2 separate regions of the Sus scrofa genome follow, and region 1 is linked to region 2. A link is a contact called in public HiChIP or PLAC-seq data. All regions are on one chromosome and are shown on one strand. The core of a region is the stretch at or near the end of the contact, and the rest is flanking DNA. Distances in the headings are between cores, read along the strand shown. Region 1 holds the start of HRC (sarcoplasmic reticulum histidine-rich calcium-binding protein). Region 2 holds the start of FTL (ferritin light chain).

Region 1 (3,650 bases), core at 540-3,039, 110 kb before region 2:
AAGGACCGAAGCCCTCCCCGAGGGAGAGAGCCACCAGGGAACGCCCTTGGGAGTGTCTGCGGGGACAGGACTGGGGGAGGGGAGGAGCCGAAGGGCGGGGTCTGAGGTGGGCGGGGTGGACATCTGGGGTCGGTCCCCGGGTGGGCTCCTCACCCCGGATCTGTGGGGTCAACGATGAAAGTTGTGCACGTCTTCTTCTTGAAGATCTTGGGGATATAGCTCTGGGGACAAGAACAAGGGGTGAAGGGGAACCAGTTCAGTCCTAAGGGACACAGAGTGACTCACCCGCGCCCCAGCCTAGACCTAGGAGTCCAGGACCCCAGCGCCCGCCTCCCCCAAACTCAGGAGACTCGATTCCCCCCAGCCCCCATCTGTCCCCAAGGACCCAGGCGTCCGAGGCCCCAGCAGCCCCCTTCTTTGACCCAAGAATCTGGGTCTCCAGCGCCCTCCTCTCCGGGAACCAGGGGTCCCGGCCCCCAGCTCCCTGTTCCCTCAGACCCGGGGTCCGGCCGCTGTACCTGCTCCTTCTCCGCACCCACCATGCTGCTGCAGCCTCTGCAAACTATCCGACTCCCTGCATTCCCTCAACCAACCCGGGCTCTAGACGCGCCCGGGACAAACCGGATCCACTACGTCCCAGCCCAGCCTGGGCGGGGCCAGGTCTAGGGGGCGGGGAATCTCGGAGACGCGCAGAGCGGGAGGCGGGGCAAAGGGTCTGAGGGACCGGCAGGCGAGACCCGGGGAGAGGGGGCCGGGGACCCGGGGTGGGGGACAGGGACTCAGAGAGGAAATGCCAGTGATGAGGGAGAGGGCACACAAAAAGGGGATGGGATGGGGACACGAAGCCTTAGGTTGGGACAGGGAATCAGAAAGGGGGGACAGAGATTGGCGAGGGGCTACATCGACCCAAAGCGAGGGGGGGGTGCTTGGAAGGAAGTTGGCGGGGGCGGGGTGGGGGCGCGGCGGAGACACTCAGACTGAGAGGGAGAGACAGAAGCCTGAGAGTGAGAAGGGGACAGAATCCTGGGGAGGGGGACAGGGACTCCAAGAGAGCGGGTGAAGAAACAAGAACTGAGAGAAGGGAACCCACAGAGAAGGCTGGGAACCCAAAGAGCGAGGGGTGAGGACAGCAGTGATAGGATGAGGGGGAGGTACTGATACACAGGCAGGGCCCCCATGTCTCCTGCTAGCTCTCCAGGGACAGGGACAGCTGCAGCCTCCTGAGTAACCTGAGCCCCCTGCACACACACACCCCCTGCTGTATTTATAGCCCTGGCCTGGCCCCATCCCCTGCCCCCAGATCTGAGTTCCAGGGACAGGAGGTCATGGGTACGCACGCTGGAGCACAATTCCTCTCACCCCTGTCCAGGGCTTCCCTGTGGGCATCCACCATCTCAGCAAAGTCGCCCGTTCTGGCCGGAAACTCCCCATAATCTAACCCCCAATCCTTCCTTGGCAGGGGTCTCTCCCCTCAAATACACCCTTCCCGCTCCCCTCCTCCCATGGCCCGGGCTCCCCCCAAATTGGCCCACTGAAAATTTGACACCATTTTTGCAGCTGCCAAACCGGAACTTGTCGGCATTCAAAATCAAGTCCCTTGGCCCCCTCTCCTGGCCAAAGAGAGACCCCTTCTCTCACCCCCTCCCCAGCTGAGAGGAGAAAGAGCCGGAGGGGAGGGGCAGGCCGGGCCTAACCCAGAATAACTCCGGGCCGAAAGTAAATTTAGCCACAGAGAGGGGAGGGGAGAGACCCTATTGGCTGGGGAGCGGGAGGGAGGGGCGGAGGGGGTCAGGGGGTTCTGGAGATTGTCTCAGAGGGGTGTCTGGAGCCTGGCAGTGAGGGCCAGAGGGCAGAGACAGAGAGAGACACAGCAAAGGAAAGACACAGGGAGAAAGAAAGAGAAGGACCCCAAAGGGACAGGGACCCCAGTATTCATCGACATAGCCTCAGCCACAGCGGGAGCCAGCCCAGGGAGAAGCTCTGCTGCTGGTCTGTCCCCATGGGCCACCCTGGGCCATGGTTGCAGGCGTCTCTCCTCTGGGCTGCTGTGGCCAGCCTGCTCCTCCCCCCTGCTATGACCCAGCAGCTGAGAGGGGCTGGGCTGGGCCCCAGCAACTTGAACAACAACGCAGGCATCCCCGGGCCCACAGAGGACGCATCAGGCAAGTTCGGTCACTCCGGGCATAGCCATAGAAGCCATGGGGATGAGAACAGCGATGTCTCCACGGAGAGTGGGCATCATTTCTGGGCCTCTGGAGACCACGGAGAAGAGGAAGAAGATGTCTCCAAAGCAGCCCATCCCCGCCAAGGCCACAGGTACCAAGGCCACGAGGTGGGAGATGAGAACATCTCTGAGGAGGAGGGAACCACAGCGCATGCTCCGCAGGCGGGTGGGCACAGAGGCCGTGGGAGCAAAGACATGGATGATTCAGCTGAGCCCAGGCACCACTTCCCCAGCCATGGGAGCCACGGCCACCAAGACGAGGATGAGGATGAAATTGTGTCCAGCGAGCGACACCATCATATCATCAGGCATGTACGCCGAGGCCATGGAGAAGAGGAGGAGGAAGAGGAGGAGGAAGGCGGCATCTCCACCGAGTATGGACACCAGGCCCACGGGCACCGAGACCACGGGATGGAAGAGGACGAAGACGTCTCAGCTGGACGTCACCATCACGGCCCCAGCCACAGACACCGAGGCCATGAAGAAGAAGAAGATGACGACAATGACGGTGACTCCGCTGAGTACAAATATCAGACGCACGGGCATCAAGGCCACGAGAAGGAAGAGGATGGAGACGTCTCAGACTCGCACCACCATCATGTCCCTGGCCACGGACACCCAGGCCACAGAAATGAGGAAGATGAGGATGAGGTCGTATCCACTGAACACTGGCACCAGGTTCCCAGACATACCCACCATGGCCTTGGAGATGAGGAGGAGGAAGGAGAGGAGGAGATCACGGTCAAGTTCAGCCACCATGCTGCAAGCCCCCAAGCCCAAGGCCACAAGAGCACTGAGGAGGAGGAGGACTTCCCAGACGAATATACGAGAGAGAGCCCTGGTCGTCACCACCCCGGGGTCCTCAAGGAGGAAGATGAGGACATCTCCACCAAGCTTGGCCACCAGCCTGCCAGCCACAGGCAGCAAGGCCACAGAGGATCCATCAAAGAAGAGACTAGCTCCCGTCCCCGGGAACACATGGGGGTCAAGGATAGAAGCCATTTAGGGGAGGGTGATTCCGAGGAGGAAGAGGAAGAGGACCACAGCTCCCCTGAAGAGGATGGTGAAGGTTCAGAAGAGGAAGGAGAAGGCACCCACCAGGGCAGCCTGGACCGGGAGGATGAGGAAGACGAGGAGGAAGGTCATGGCCTCAGCCTGAGCCAGGAGGAGGAGGAGGAAGAGGAGGAGGAAGAAGAGGAGGAGGAGAGGAGGGAAGAGAGGGCTGAGGTTTGGGTCCCACTGAGCCAGGACCACCAGGAGGAAGACGACGAGGAGGAGGAGGAGCTGCCCGTCACCATCATCCCCAACCCACTGGCTGGGAGGGAGGCGGGAGGTGCCTCCAGCGAGGAGGAGAGTGGTGAGGACGTGGGTAAGTGATCTGACTAGGTGGGGGTGGGGAAGAGCAGAGTCAGCCCGGGTCACTGCT
Region 2 (3,522 bases), core at 804-3,303:
CTCACCCATATAATAAGGATCTCCAAGCAGCCTTAGGCCAGACCTGGGTGTGCTCCCTGGTTGCCATGGCCGATTTAGTTAATTGTCTCAATTCACCCATTTAATAAAGAAGCTCAGTCCTCCTTAACCTCTCAAGATTGAGTCAGTACTTTCAGAGGGTGGCAGTGCCTGGCAACATAATCACTCATCTGAACCAGTTTCCAGCTACTGTTATCTACCAAGCCCAGGTCTAAGTAGACCCTCCCTGGAATCTGGGCTCTACTATCTAGTTGGAGTAAGATGACAGCCCCCCAAAGCGAGAATCTGCTACTGCCATCTTGCCTTAAAAGACACAGCACCTTCTCTCTCGGGCCAGAAGCTTTGTGACAGTAGATCCCACCTCTTATTTCCCCCATTACACATACAAAACCAAAACGATCTGCTGCAAAAAGCTTTTATTGTTTCCATTTGGTCCAAGACTTGGGAGAGGGCTCCAGGGTGGTTAAGAATGGTGCCTCGTGGCTGCAGAAAGGGGCTTCCGGCAGAAGCCCAGGCACCAGAGGAGCGCCTCCAAGGCCCCTGGGCTCCAGAGATTCCTAGTCGTGCTTGAGTGTGAGCCTTTCGAAGAGGTACTCGCCCAGCCCAGCCTGGGACCAGAGAGCCTGCGCAGGTTGGTCAGGTGGTCGCCCATCTTCTTGATGAGCTTCACCTCCTCATCCAGGAAGTGGTTCTCCAGGAAGTCACAGAGCTGAGTGATAGAAGAGAAAATGTTACCATTTGTAAATCTAACAATGTGATGGATGGGGGAGGGAGGCTCAGAAGGCAATGAGCCCAATCAAACGTGGCCAAGGTTAACTATTAACTCAAGATGCAGGCTTCCTGCCAGGAAAGGTCTTGGGATGGATAGGGAGAAAATGGAGATACTCACGTGGGGGTCTGCGCGGGCAGAACCCAGCGCATGCAGATCCACAAGAGCCTGGTTCAGTCCCTTCTCCAAGTGAAGGGCGGCTTCCATAGCGTCCTGGGTTTTACCCCACTCATCTTGAGATGGTTTCTATACGGAAGGCAGAGACCGCTCAGTACTAACCACGCACACGCTGGAAAGGACTAAAAACTAATTTCCCAGTAGTGACGGGAGTTAGGGCTTAAGCCGAAAAAACGTCTAAGAGCTTAAATCGATCACCCTCAGTGTCTCACAACCTTACGCTCCAGGATACCACACGCTGCGGTCTGGACCGCCACTTCGTGGGGGAACTGAACCCGCCTCCGTTTCCAGCTGTAATACAACCACCCACACAAAACTGAACTCCATCTCCCAGAAGCCTACGCCGTGCCTGAACAGCCCTGGTCAAAGGGCTTCAAGCGCAGGGGCCGCTGGGAATCGTAGTCCGCTGCTCACACTGTTTACCTGCACGTCCTGGAAGAGGGCGCGGCCACCGCGCTGGTTTTGCATTTTCAAGAGACGCTCCGAACCCTCGCGCTTCTCCTCGGCCAATTCGCGAAAAAAATGACTCACGCCCTCCAGAGCCACATCGTCGCGGTTGAAATAGAAGCCCTGCGGGAAGAGAAGGCGTGAACAATGGTTAGCCGGAGGCGAGGCCGGGCTTGCGGACTCCGCCTTCCAACTACACAGTGGGACAAAGAAGGCCAGCGCGTGCGCAGAGGGTCAGAGGTGCGCAGCTAAGGGAAACTTGGGCCGGGGGCATCTTGGGGACCCTTACCAGAGAGAGGTAGGTGTAGGAGGCCTGCAGATGCATGTTGATCAGGCGGTTGACGAAGGCCTCCACCTCGGTGGAATAATTCTGACGAACCTGGGAGCTCATGGCTGGTCGGCAATAAGGAGCTAAGCTCAAAAAATGGTGTTGGCTGGTCCCGGAGACTGAAGATAGCTGAGAGGCGGAGTCCGAAGGTTGCGACTGGAAAAAAGGTTGGAGGGTAGTCGGAGGCTGGAGCAAGGGGCGTCCCTGGGTCTGTTCCGTCCAAACACTGTTGAAGCAAGAGACAGATCCGGGGGACCGCCGAGCACACTGCGAGTTTGTGGCCAGGGCGGCTCCTTTTATAGCGCGCGGGGAACCTGAGCAGTGGGGCGGTCGGGGAGAGGAGTCAGCCAATCTGCGGGGGCGGGAGGCTGGACTTGGAGCTCGCTCGTGACCAATCAGGAGCAGATAGGAGCCCCAGCCTCCCGCCCGGAGGTAGGGAAGTCACGCGCTCTGAGCGCGAGGTTGTTGTGAAAGGAGAAATCGCGGGATGGGGGGTTTCATGGGGAGCAAGGGTTCTGGGACTAAATCTGGGAAGTGAGAGAATTCTAGGGGTACTTCCTGGTAGTGAAAGATTAGTGAGAGCACTGGGAGCCCTGGAAAATAATGATTCTTGGTTCCTGAGGATGTCTCAGGAAAGTAGGTTGGATGCGGGGGTTGTGTCAGAGCGAGGACTTTTCTGGAGCCCTGGGGGTTCCTCAGAGGTGCAGAAACGTCCAGAGGAGTGGGGTTGCCCTGGGAGATAAGGGGTCGGGTTGGGGGGGGCCCTCGATCATTGGGAAGTTTGGAAGGCTGTGAGATATTTCTAGATACTTAGGGTGCTCTCTGTGAAATGGGTTGGCTGGGGCACCTGGAGACTTGGGGTTCACTCAAAAGTGAATTCGGAAGACCATGGAAGTCCCTATTTTTATGGAAACTTCCAGGGGGAAGTCTTGGGCCCTTGAGGTGATCTGCAAGATTAAAAGAGACAGTTGGAGAGCCCTGGGATTCAGCCTGGGAATAAGGGAGAGGGATGTTTCTGGAAGCCTAGTGGGATCTTCTTAAAGAGGTGGGGGCTCTTGGAGAGCCCTTTGGGAGCCCTCAAAAGATTGGGCCACTTGGAATCCTGTGGGGTTTTTTGAAAGCCCACTGTTTTTGTGGGAGCTGAGATGGAAAGGGGTGAAAGGACATTGGAACTTTGGAGGTTTCTCTGAGGTTGCATATCCTGGCTCCAAAGCAATCTCTCTGAAGCTGCCTCTGTCTTGCCTGACACATGCTCCTTCAAGATCACAGAGGTGGGGGAGTTCCCATCATGGCGCAGCAGAAACTATCCAACTAGGAATCATGAGGTTTCAGGTTCGGTCCCTGGTCTCGCTCAGTGGGTTAAGGATCTGGCGTTGCCCTGAGCTGTGGTGTAGGTCGCAGACCCAGCTCGGATCACAGCTGTAGCTGATTCACATCCTAGCCTGGGAACTTCCATATGCCACAGGTGCCAGCCCTAAGAAACAAACAAAAAGATCAGAGACAGGTGCTGAGGACTGGTGGCTGGGATGTCTGTCTTTAACTAAGGGACATTTTAAAATTGTGTCTGGTCCAGGTTGGTGCCTGGGTGGCAGTGCCAGCTCATACCAAGATTCTTGCCTTCAAGGAGCTCCTTGTTGTTGGGAGAAAGGAGAAACAAAGACAGGAACTTGACCCTATTTAGGCGCCCTTAATGCAGGCAGCTGGAGGCTGGGACAGGGGAGCTGGAACTGCTGGGGGTCGTCGGGTGGGGGAGGTCTGGGCCTGCCTCGCGGAGAAGCCTTTC

Evidence for each region. HiChIP or PLAC-seq counts read pairs in DNA pulled down with a chosen protein or histone mark.
Region 1: a contact with region 2 is called in an H3K27ac HiChIP or PLAC-seq map of alveolar macrophages. The contact joins the promoter of HRC here to the promoter of FTL in region 2. A contact is called at or near these places in 1 of 5 promoter capture datasets (fetal liver), 4 of 47 Hi-C or Micro-C datasets (embryonic fibroblasts, heart right ventricle and liver) and 2 of 2 datasets of contacts at active chromatin or transcription factors (alveolar macrophages and skeletal muscle).

Annotation. Positions count from the first base shown.
Region 1 is chr6:54,339,777-54,343,426 of Sscrofa11.1, reverse strand. HRC (sarcoplasmic reticulum histidine-rich calcium-binding protein) reads left to right here and starts at 1,789. Exons shown (of 6, transcript XM_003127287.5): 1 at 1,789-3,593. The coding sequence starts at 2,000. TRPM4 (transient receptor potential cation channel subfamily M member 4) reads right to left here and starts at 653. Exons shown (of 24, transcript XM_021094712.1): 1 at 519-653; 2 at 154-221. The coding sequence starts at 542.
Region 2 is chr6:54,229,652-54,233,173 of Sscrofa11.1, reverse strand. It overlaps FTL (ferritin light chain), which reads right to left and starts at 2,053. Exons shown (of 5, transcript NM_001244131.1): 1 at 1,701-2,053; 2 at 1,388-1,534; 3 at 908-1,033; 4 at 631-727; 5 at 418-628. The coding sequence starts at 1,802. The coding sequence ends at 576.